Regions from separate parts of the Sus scrofa genome. Here region 2 is linked to region 1. The links are chromatin contacts, called in public Hi-C maps. All regions are on one chromosome and are shown on one strand. Each heading gives the region's core, a stretch centred on a gene start, on an enhancer-like site or on the middle of the called end of the contact. The rest is flanking DNA. Distances are from core to core; before and after follow the strand shown. Region 1 has its middle 15 kb from the start of LBR. Region 2 holds the start of SRP9 (signal recognition particle 9 kDa protein).

The links. A called contact is a pair of places that touch in the nucleus more often than the background predicts.
Region 2: a contact with region 1 is called in a Hi-C map of fetal heart ventricle, with 2.8 times the contacts expected there. The contact joins the promoter of SRP9 here to the enhancer-like site in region 1. A contact is called at or near these places in 3 of 47 Hi-C or Micro-C datasets (epiblast stem cells, fetal heart ventricle and heart right ventricle) and 1 of 2 datasets of contacts at active chromatin or transcription factors (alveolar macrophages).

What each region holds. Positions count from the first base shown.
Region 1 is chr10:13,429,642-13,434,964 of Sscrofa11.1, reverse strand. No RefSeq gene overlaps it. Among named protein-coding and RNA genes, the nearest start is that of LBR, 15 kb to the right of the region's middle. Within about 2 kb of position 2,199, at least 48 of the 83 cell types and tissues checked have an H3K27ac peak or open chromatin away from gene starts, as enhancers often do. A contact at or near this core is called in alveolar macrophages, where this site is marked.
Region 2 is chr10:13,708,233-13,713,504 of Sscrofa11.1, reverse strand. SRP9 (signal recognition particle 9 kDa protein) reads right to left here and starts at 1,967. Exons shown (of 3, transcript XM_003130540.6): 1 at 1,744-1,967. The coding sequence starts at 1,815.

The DNA.
Region 1 (5,323 bases), core at 950-3,449:
GGAGGGGCTGATGGTACCCAGAGCTTGGGGAGCCCATGGTTCCCACTGCAGGATGTGACCAGAGGGCCAGTGACACCTGCCACTCAGGGCACCTGCCACTCAGGGCTTACCTCCTGAGCCTGGTAAGGGGGGGCGCTGGTCAGCCAGGGCCCCCACCCCGTACTGTTGCCAAAATATTGGCTCCCTCTGTAGTCTGATGCTAAATAGAAAGTCGGACACAGAGCTGGGGGAAACACAAAAAGTAGCTTTAATTGCCAGGCAAAGAGGGGAACAGCAGGCTAGTGCCTAGAGGAGTGTGCCCCCCACCCTTGGAGGGGGAGGGAGGAGTCTTCTAGTGTTTGAAGAGCCGGGCGTGGTCAGCTCATGCGCATTTTCTGATTGGTGGGTGATGAGGTCATTGGGTGTCAGCGTCATCAACCTTCTGGTTCCAGCCAGTCTGGGGTCTATGAGCTTGTGGCCAGCATGCACTTGACTTCTTCCACCCGGTGGGGGCTTCAGCACTTGCAAAACAGCTCCAAGGACCTGGCTCAGAATAGTACCTACAGTCTTTGGAAAAGGACGGAAGGTCCTTGACTTTGCTGAATGGCTAAACTATCATTCTGTTTTGCTTGATTGTTTTCCTTTTTCTCTGTATTTTCTCACTTCTCTCATTAAATTGATTCTTTGACTAAAGTTTTTTTAAAAGATAAAAAGGCAGGTAAAGGACCTGACTGGGCGTCCACTTTGGGAAGACCTCGTGGGGCCCTGCTCAATTACAGTACAAGGGAGCAGAGCCCGGAGGGGAGCACACGATACCGGACCTTCGTTTTGGGTCTTCCACAGCAGGTTTGTTTTAGACCCCATAACAGTACGCCCTGGAGTTGCCATCGTGCCTCAACGGTAATGAATCCGACTAATATCCATGATGTGGATTCGATCCCTGGGCTCGAGCAGTGGGTTAAGGATCCGGCATTGCCTTGAGCTGTGGTGTGGGATCCAAGTTGCTGTGGCTGCGGTGTAGGCAGGCAGCTGCAACTCCGATTAGATCCCTAGCCTGGAAACTTCATGTGCTGCGGGTGAGGCCCTAAAAAGTCAAAAAAAAAAAAAAAAAAAAAAAAGCCTGCTTTGGTCACTTTGGGAATCCCATTTCCATGAGACCTCTGCGCATACAAATTAAATTGTTTCTTTCTCCTAGTTATCTGTCTTGTGTCAATTTCATTATAGAGCAATCAAAAGAACCCTTGAGGAGCAGGGGAAAATCTCAGCCTTCCTGACATCTGCGTGGAGCAGTTACCTGAGCGTCCTGTACCTACGTCTGTGTATGGAGTTGATTGCAGTGTGTGATCTCCTGGGGACTCAGGTAGAATACCTGAGCATCTGGGGTGGGAAGCCGGGCAAAGGAGGGAGAAGAATGCACTTAACTCATAACCAGCCCAGAGAACCACACACAACTCTGCAGGTCCACAGGACCCTCCCCAGAAGAGGATCTGCCTTCCATTGGCGGGAGGGGCAGGGCTGGTGCAGGGGTGGCCCCTGTAGCCCTGCCTGCTGTCCCTGGAAACTCCAACTGGCAAAAGGACCTCCAGTCAGGAGGTCAGGAGTGCAGAGTCCCCCTGCCTTAGGATCTGATTAGCAAATAAAAATACAGGATGCTCAGCTCAATTTCAGTTTCAGGGTCACAACAATTTTTTAGTACAGGTCGTTCCCAAACATTGCATGGGACATACCTATACTATAAAAAGACTTTTTTATCTGTTAGAACAGGGGGTCGGGAAAGACTTTTCTAAGGGACCCTCAGGCAGAGACCTGAATAAATCCAGGGGGATGGGTGCGGATATGGAGGCCTGGTGAAGCCAGAGGAATTGCACAAGGGCCAGCAACGCATGTCTCAGATTTGAGTGTGAACTGGTGAAAATGCAGCTAATTAGTGGGTGTGGGCACTTTTAAAATAAGCCCTCTTCAAGTCTGTCCTCCCTCCTTCTCATTGCATTTTATGCACTCAATCTGGGGGGTTCAAATCACGGGGTGGGAAGACCCTCAGGGATCACCTGGTGCAAACCCTCCTGATCCTGGCAGGAAGGTTCCGGGGTCTTTAAAGACCTCGTCCACAGGGATGAAGAGGAGCGCGAGGCACTTCCTGCCCGGGCTTTGGTTCCTGCGTGTTTCTGGAAGGAGCCTTCGAAGAAGGTATCTGGTTTTGGAGAAGCTCTTTCCAAGCCACCCCAACGATCGTTGCTTTTCACTGGGACCACTCACCCGGACGTGGGGCTTGGCCATGTCAGGCCCGGGGCAGGAGGTCGTCTCATCTCCACCTTGTAGCTCTCAGTTTCCTGAACCTTGGGATGTGCTTGTGAGTCTAACTTGGTAGACTTAACTTGCAGGTCCCCTGCTAAAGTTCACGTTTTCTCCTTCTTGTTTGAAACGCATGCTTCAAACGCAAACGCATGTTTTAAAAGAACAATGTCCTTTCCTTGGAGCAGGTGCCCCAGAAAGCTCCTTATCTTTCTCTTCTCCAAGGGGGCCAGTCAATCGCAAGCCTCTGATCCTTCCCTGGGAGGCTGGCTCTCCAGCCCTTAGCGCCTTTCCGCCCGCACCTTCATCCTGGCGCCACTTCCGCGAAGGGGGCGAGGCTTCCTCAGCCCCGCCCCCGCCCCGCCTTCGCCTCCTGCCCCCCGGGGGGCGGGGCGAGTCGCTTCTCCACAGCCCCGCCCCCGCCCCGGCCACACCCATCCTCTGCTGAAGGACGCGCGCATCCTCGAGTAGAGAGGGGCCGGGACCGTGGGGGAGGGAAGAGTGCGGGGAGCGGGTGGGGGGAGGGGAGCTGGGACAGGAAATGAGCTCAAACGCCCAAGCCACAGAAAGGGCGGCTCCCCGGAGGCAAACGCAGCAGGTGAGTGCAAGCTCTTGAAGCGGAGCACGGGTCCCCGCTCCTGTCCTATAGCGTCAGGACGTGGGGAACTTGAACTTAACACTGGCTCAGAAAGGCCTCCCGCGTAGTTGATGCTTATACACCCGGGGCAGCTACAAACACAATCTGTCTTTGCTGCACCAACGGGGCCAGCAGCATCCCCTGAACTTGCCAAGGCTGAGGGGAGCGAGAAGCACCCCCAGGACCCTGGATGGGTTCCGCTCTCAGCGGCTGCAGTGGCTCCAGCCCGTCACCTCCTTCCTGGGTCTCTGTTTCCTCTGGCAGTTGTGGGGAGGCTGAGATGAGGACATGTGCGAGTGTTGTGCAAACTGTGACACGCACAGTCCCTAAGAACAACCCATCCACCTTCCTCCTCCTGCCCTCCCTGGTCACTTGTCGAGTCATTGGGAGGGGGCTGGCCGAGGGTAGAAGACACCTCGGGGGTGTTCGTGGTGTCCATCCAGTTCACCGTGACCCCCTTGTCTCTCGGGGGGCAGCACAAGAGCCCCGGAGAGAAGGTGGCTCAGCCTGCGCTGGCCGTGTGACCTGGCAAGTGACCCAACCTCTCTGTGCCTCAATCAGGCATCCGCAAAATAGGAGTGATAATAATAATACCTACCTCATGGGGTTGTCATGAGGATTAAACAACACAGGCAGAGATTTCAATTCTGTAAGTGCGGGCACGCAATAAGCGCTCAACAGAAGTCAGCTCTGATGATGCCTGCCACCCGGGGGTGGGGGGGAATGAAGCAGAGGCCACTGAAGGGGCATGGCTTAATCCTGTTGGTGTCCTGGTGCCGGACACCGAGCTGTACCTTCCCCTCCAGTTTCCTTCTGCTTCCTCATCCTCTTTGCAAAGAATTGCCTTTGGGAGTAAAAGTTAGGATGTCTATTACGCTTGTATCACAACAAGCATCATTTTCCTAAACTAATCTGACTTCGAGCCTGTACCTTCTTGAGGGGGACGTTTGATTTCTGGAGACCCCTCCTCACCCCGTACATTCATGGGGAGTCCTGAAGCTTTCAGTGGGACAGGAACACAGGAAGGAGGATTTTTCTCGGGCCTGAGCAGCCCCTGAATTATCAAGAATCAGGCTGCCTTCTGTCTTCATCTCTCCTTTTCTCTTGGAGACCCTGGCTGGGGATCATGAAGCCTGTCTGTCTTTCTGGGTGGAGGAAGGGAACATCGGTCCCATTTCATTCCTCACGTGCAGACAGTTTATTTTACAGCCATCTGACACACTTGCAGCCCAAGATGTGTGAACAAGGTAGAAACAAGAGCGTGGCTCACACCCAGTTCTACCAGGATTAAGTCTTTTTTTGTTTGGTTGTCTTTTTAGGGCCACACATTTGGCATATGGAATCAGAGCTGTAGCGCTGGCCTATGCCACAACCACAGTAACGCAGGATCCTTAACCTCCTGAGCGAGGCCTGGGATCGAACCATGTCCTCATGGATGCTAGTCAGGTTTGTTTCTAATGAGCCACAATGGGGACTTCCTTCCTTCCTTTTTTTTTTTTTTTTTTTTTTGCTTTTTAGGGCCACGCCCATGGCATATGGAAGTTCCTAGGCTAGGTGTTGAACTGGAGCTGCAGCTGCAGGCCTACACCACAGCCACAGCAATCCGGATCTGAGCTGCATCTTTGACCTACCCACAGCTCATGGCAACACCAGATCCTTAACCCACTGAGCGGGGCCCACATCCTCATGGCTATTAGTCAGGTTCTTAACCTGTTGGGCCACGACTGGAACTCTGGATTGAGCTTTTTCTAAATCTCTGGCAGGGCCAGGACAGAAGGTAGGGGCTGGGAAGGAAAAGAAGCCAAGACCTGGAGTTCCCTAGTGGCTCAGTGGGTTAGGGATCCAGCGTTGTCACTGCTGTGTTTCTGATTACTGCTGTGGTGGGGGTTCGACCCCTGGCCCGGGAACTTCCACAAAAAAAGAAGCCAAGCCCTGACTGCCAACCTGTGATCTGGGCCGCAGAGGGGCCAGACCCTGAGGGAGCAGGATGCAGTGCCCTCCACCTGTTTATCATCCTGTGGGATTATAGCCAAATGCTGAGCCTGAGTGCGGAGAATGAGAGGCTTTTGAGAACAGAGAGCTGTGAGAAATGAGTCGAATTTACACCACGAGAATAAGCTTCTGGGAGAATTGCAAGACTCTTAACCAGGCCAGCTTCACAGAAACCTCTCTGCTGTGTGCTTGGTTCAAGGCATAAACCTTCGCTGTGCTTCAGTTAGATGAAAAGTCCAGAGACACGTACAGAGGTGTGTCTAAGACGCTGAATGTTTTCCTGGAACCCTGCAGGTTTCCAAAGTTCTCCTGATCCCAAAGAGATGCTTTTGGTCAATAGAACCTTGACTAAAATCCATCACGATTCCAGAACCAAGTCTAATTCTGCCAGGAAAATAAAATGAAATCAGACCATCTGGTGAT
Region 2 (5,272 bases), core at 718-3,217, 280 kb before region 1:
CTACCTCAAGAGATTGTCTTAACTGTTCACATAAACTATATGAGTAAACATACATAAAACTCCTGTCACAGAGCAGGTTCTCAATAAAACTGTCGGTCAAGCTCCCTCTCCCCACACAACCCCTCACCCTCCTATCAAAAAAAATCAGCCGGAGTTCCCGTCGTGGCGCAGTGGTTAACGAATCCGACTAGGAACCATGAGGTTGCGGGTTCGGTCCCTGCCCTTGCTCAGTGGGTTAACGATCCGGCGTTGCCGTGAGCTGTGGTGTAGGTTGCAGACGCGGCTCGGATCCCACGTTGCTGTGGCTCTGGCGTAGGCCGGTGGCTACAGCTCCGATTCAACCCCTAGCCTGGGAACCTCCATATGCCGCAGGAGCGGCCCAAGAAATAGCAACAACAACAACAAAAAGACAAAAGACAAAAAAAAAAAAAAAAAAAAAAAAAAATCAGCCAAAAACCAGTGGAAGGATATTATGAGGAGGCATAAATTTTTTGGCCACTGGGATTTTCTGAATGGATAAAGAGCCCAAAGGTTCCCTGCCTATACTAGGCTTTATTCTCAGCAATGCTCTGTAATTACCATTTGATTTTCATTTTCCCTGCCATTATGACCACATTCTTAAAATGATTCCTCTCGATGTGAATTTGTATGTTCTTTACTATCTTTTCAAATATTTTCAGTTTACACTGGGTACTTCTGGACAAAAATCTTGTACTGTCCTCATGGTACACTGCTTGAACAAAGAAACAAACGGCCCTATGAGCAAAGGAAATCAACCAAATGGAGGAACTAGAAATTGTGTCATAAACAAAGTACTCAATTTCAATAATATCTAACTCATTTCATCATTTATTATTACATCATTTTATTGCAAAGAATGGAACTAAGAATGTTTTATAGCACCTGTTACTTACCTAGGTCTAAAAAGCAAACAAGATTTTTAATTGAGGAGCGGCTTCAACTAGCATTTAGATGATAATAAAACTCAACAGGAAGAAAAATCAGGACCCAAATGCTAAACTGTCCGTCTTGTGACTTCTTTGCTCTTTAATAATAAGCAAACCTCTGGGATCCGCTTACTTTTTGGTGGGGGCCATGAATTACAGGGATCCTTGAACCTCCCAGTTATTTACAAACATTTACGTATAAGTGCACTTTTCTGAGGAAAGCGTGCAAGCATTCTCATGTTCTCACGAGGGCACTGACTTCCAAAAAATTTAGAGCCACTTAAAAAAAAATTTATTACAGTTGATTTACAATATTCTGTCAATTTCTGCTGTACAGCAAAGTGACCTACAGCCGCCTTTCTAAGGGCTATAGACACCTCCAAATTGAGGTCTTTCAACAACTTCTCTGCTGTCGCAGAAAAACATCACCGTTTTTTCTTATACGAGGTGATACCGGAAAAGGGCACTAAGACACTAAGGGACAGAAGGTTGAACCAGTAGGGGGAGGAGCCCCGCCCTTAGAGACACGTAAACCCGCGACCATCGAGGTTAAGTTCAGGGATTTCGGGCGGCGTCTTCCTAAAAGCCCTGAAATGACCCCTGATTTTGCCGGTTTCCGGGCTTCCTGGGGGCGTTAATAAGGGAGGAGACGGAAGAAACAATCACACTTGGCGGGGTCCGTCTCTCCTCACTCTCAGCACCTCCTAAGTAGCTGGAGAAGCTCCGGAGGCCGAGCGGCGGGGAAAAAAGCCATCCTGACCCAGAGACAGATGCACAGACCCCGCCAGCGATTTACCTTCATGGGGTCAGCGAGGTAGAGTTTCTCGGCCGCGCGGCTGAACTCCTCCCAAGTCTGGTACTGCGGCATCGTGGGTCCGCGGGGGCACAGTTGACACGCACCGCTGAAGACCCGAGGCGCGGCTATACTCCGTGGCCCACCTACCTCCCTGCCTCCCGCAGCCACTCACCGAGGCAGGGGCCCAACCGCTCAAAGATGGTGGCCCCTCCTCGCACCAACGCCTCGCTCCATTGGGCGGTCCGGACTGCCCTCGCCCAATGGGAAGGAGGGATATTGCCCAGGAGGAGGCGGAGCCCCGAGCATACGGCTCTGAGAGCTGGCCCCGAGGAGTTGAGAGCAGAGCGATGACGGAGGCCACCACAGCGCCCTCTATAGGACTGGAGGAGCAGTGGGAGGGTCTGTCCCGCAGTCTTTTGGGCTGACCAGCTCTTCTAAAGCCCAGGTTCCTTCTGCAAAGATTGAGCGGCTCAGTGAAAAGCGCTGGAGCTGCAAAAACGAAGATGATAGGGTGCAGCTGTCACACCTACAGCTTAGTAAAAGGGAAATGAGACATAAGCACAAGAATGCAGCCAAAGACTTTATATGATAGACATTTGTTTCGGGACATCGGAACACAAAGGAAGGATGATCACGTGTGGGTGGAGGGATCGCTAATGATGTTGGTGCAGGCTGAATCTTGATAAACATGGTGGATGTTCTATAACAGGTAGTCCAGGCCGGCCAAGACATCTAGGCCCGTTTGAGGTTTGTAGAGTATTTAATGTGAGGAGTGTTTGCGGGGTGGGGGAAGGGAAGAATCAATGGAAGGAATCATGTCGTCACTTAAGCCAGGAGAAGAAATTTGAACTCTGTTCTCTAAGTAATGGAGTGATCAGAAGGGTGTTTTTCCTTAATCAAGTTTATTGAAGTATATTTTATGTAATAAAACATACTAATTTTAAGCATATAGGCTGATGCATTTTTGAAAAATATATTTATATATTCCCATTGGGTATATGCCTATATGTCATAATCAAGATACAGAACATCTCTTCATCTCCAGAAAGCTCCCTTATGCTTCTTTATATTCAATCCCACCACCCTCACAGCTGCCCCCACTCACTGATCTGCTTTCTGCTACCATAGATTAGTTTTCCTGTCCATGGAAGGGCTTTAAGCAGATTTGCATTTTATCCGGCTCTGGCTGCACACAAAGACTGAGGTGAAGTGGTGCAAGCCTGGAGGCAAGGAGACCTCCTAAGATGCTCATGCAATAATATAGGCAAAAAGAGGAGGAGTTCCCAGTGTGGCTCAGTGGAAATCTGACTAACATCCATTAGGACACAGCTTCAATTCCTGGCCTTGTTCAGTGGGTTAAGGATCTGGCATTGCCATGAGCTGTGGTGTAGGCCAGCAGCTACAGGAACCTCCATATGCCATGGGTGTGTCCCTAAAAAGAAATAATAATAATAATAATACAGACTTAAGAGCTGTGGATCTGAATTAAGGCACTAGTTTAGGAATGGAGAAGAGGATGCCATTTTGAGATTTATGTCATGAATGATGTGGGGTACACAGGTGAGGAAAGAGTAGAATGCCTCTCAGGCCAGGGAAGGTGGGGAGGCCATTGACTGATACAGGGGAAAAGGAAGAACAGGTTTGGGGAGATTGGGGAGGACAATGAGTTCTGTTCTGGATGTGATGAGTTTGAAGTATCCTTGGGCTATCGAGGTGCAGATGTCTGGTAGCTTAGCTGGGTATCTCCAGGAGTGGTACGAAGCAGGCATCATCAGCAGATAGGGCTCGGTTGAGCCTTACCTGGGGAGAGGACACAGCAGTAGAAGACCAGGGACAAACCCTGGGAAACAACCACATGTACAAAGGGTCGGAGAGGGATTCACAAAGGAGGCAGTGGGGGAGGAGATCAGGCGTGTCTGGGAAGTGGTCGGAGGAGAGGGTTCTGCGGAGGGACCAGTCAGGGGTGTCAGATGGCACAGCTACGAAGAGAACTGAGTCCATTGAGGAGTTCCGATCGTGGCTCAGTGGTGACAAACCCGATGAGTGTCCATGAGTTCTCAGGTTCGATCCCTGGCCTCGATCAGTGAGTTCAGGATCCAGCATTGCCATGCTGCTGTGGCTGTGGTGTAGACCTGCAGCTGCAGCTCCAATTTGACCGCTAGCCTGGGAACTTCCATATGCTGCAGGTACTGCCCTAAAAAGCAAAAATAAATAAATAAATAAATAAATGAGTCCATTAATTGTTGTCATTGAGGGGTCACTGGTGACCTCAGCCAGAGAACCGTGGTCAGACTGGGGTTTGTGTGGAACTAATTGAAAGAGGCTGAAGGGGTGGAAGAGTAAAGGCAGCTTTTTTCTACTTTTCCTTTTTTTTTTTTTTGTCTTTTCAGGGCTGCACCCATAGCACATGGAGGTTCCCAGGCTAGGGGTCCAATGCTGGATCCTTAACCCACTGAACAAGGCCAGGGATCCAACCCGACACCTCGTGGTTCCTAGTCGGATTTGTTTCCGCTGCGCCACGACAAAAACTTCCGTTTCTTTATAAGAGCTTAACCACCAGCAGAAAAGGTGGTAAGAAAATGGTCCAAAGACACTGATAAAAAGAGCGTTTTTTTGGTTTTTGGTTTTATCAGAGCTGCAGCTCCCGGCCTACACCCCAGCCACAGCAACATGGGAACTGAGCCAAGTCTGTGACCTACACCACAGCTCATGGCAATGCTGGATCCTAAACCCACTGAGCGAGGCCAGGGATCAAACCTGCGTCCTCACGGATACTAATCAGGTTCTTACCCACTGAGCCACAATGGGAACTCCCTCCGGTGCATTCTTCAAACTAGGTTATTCTTTCCAGCTGTGGAAAAATGGCTTCTGAAAGGCTGTGTCCTTTATAAATCGCTCACACTTGCACTGTGTCAGAAAAGAAAAACTCCTTTCACTCCCAGTGTGGAGGAGCACAGCCTCTGACCTTCTGTGGTTACCCTTTTGGCTTCGTTTTGACACACGTGTCTCATTTGAGCATAACAACCCAGTGAGGGTAACCCATGGGCCCTTATCACAATTCTAGGAATCTGAAAGCTCTGAAAACAAGAGTATCTCCATAAATCCTGTGGTGGAAAACTTTTGACCTGACCCCTCCTAAGGCTATTTGTAGTCTTTTTTTTTTTTTTTTGTCTTTCTAGGGCTGCACCCAAGGCATATGGAAGTCCCTAGGCTAGGGGTCTAGTTGGAGCTACAGCTGCTGGCCTACACCACAGCCATGGCATAGCAATGCAGGATCCAAGATGCATCTGTGACCTACACCACAGCTCACAGCAATGCCGGATCCCCAACCCGCTGAGCGAGGCCAGGGACTGAACCTGCAACCTCATGGTTCCTATGTAGTCTTTATTGGTCCCATTTGGTGTGTTTGATTACAGGGTGGAGCCCCATCTCTGCTGGTGGTATTACATTTATGTAATCTATGGCATATGCACCGTATTACCGGCCTAGACTCCAACAAGCTGTGAATTCTGGAAGGCAAGTGGCCCCG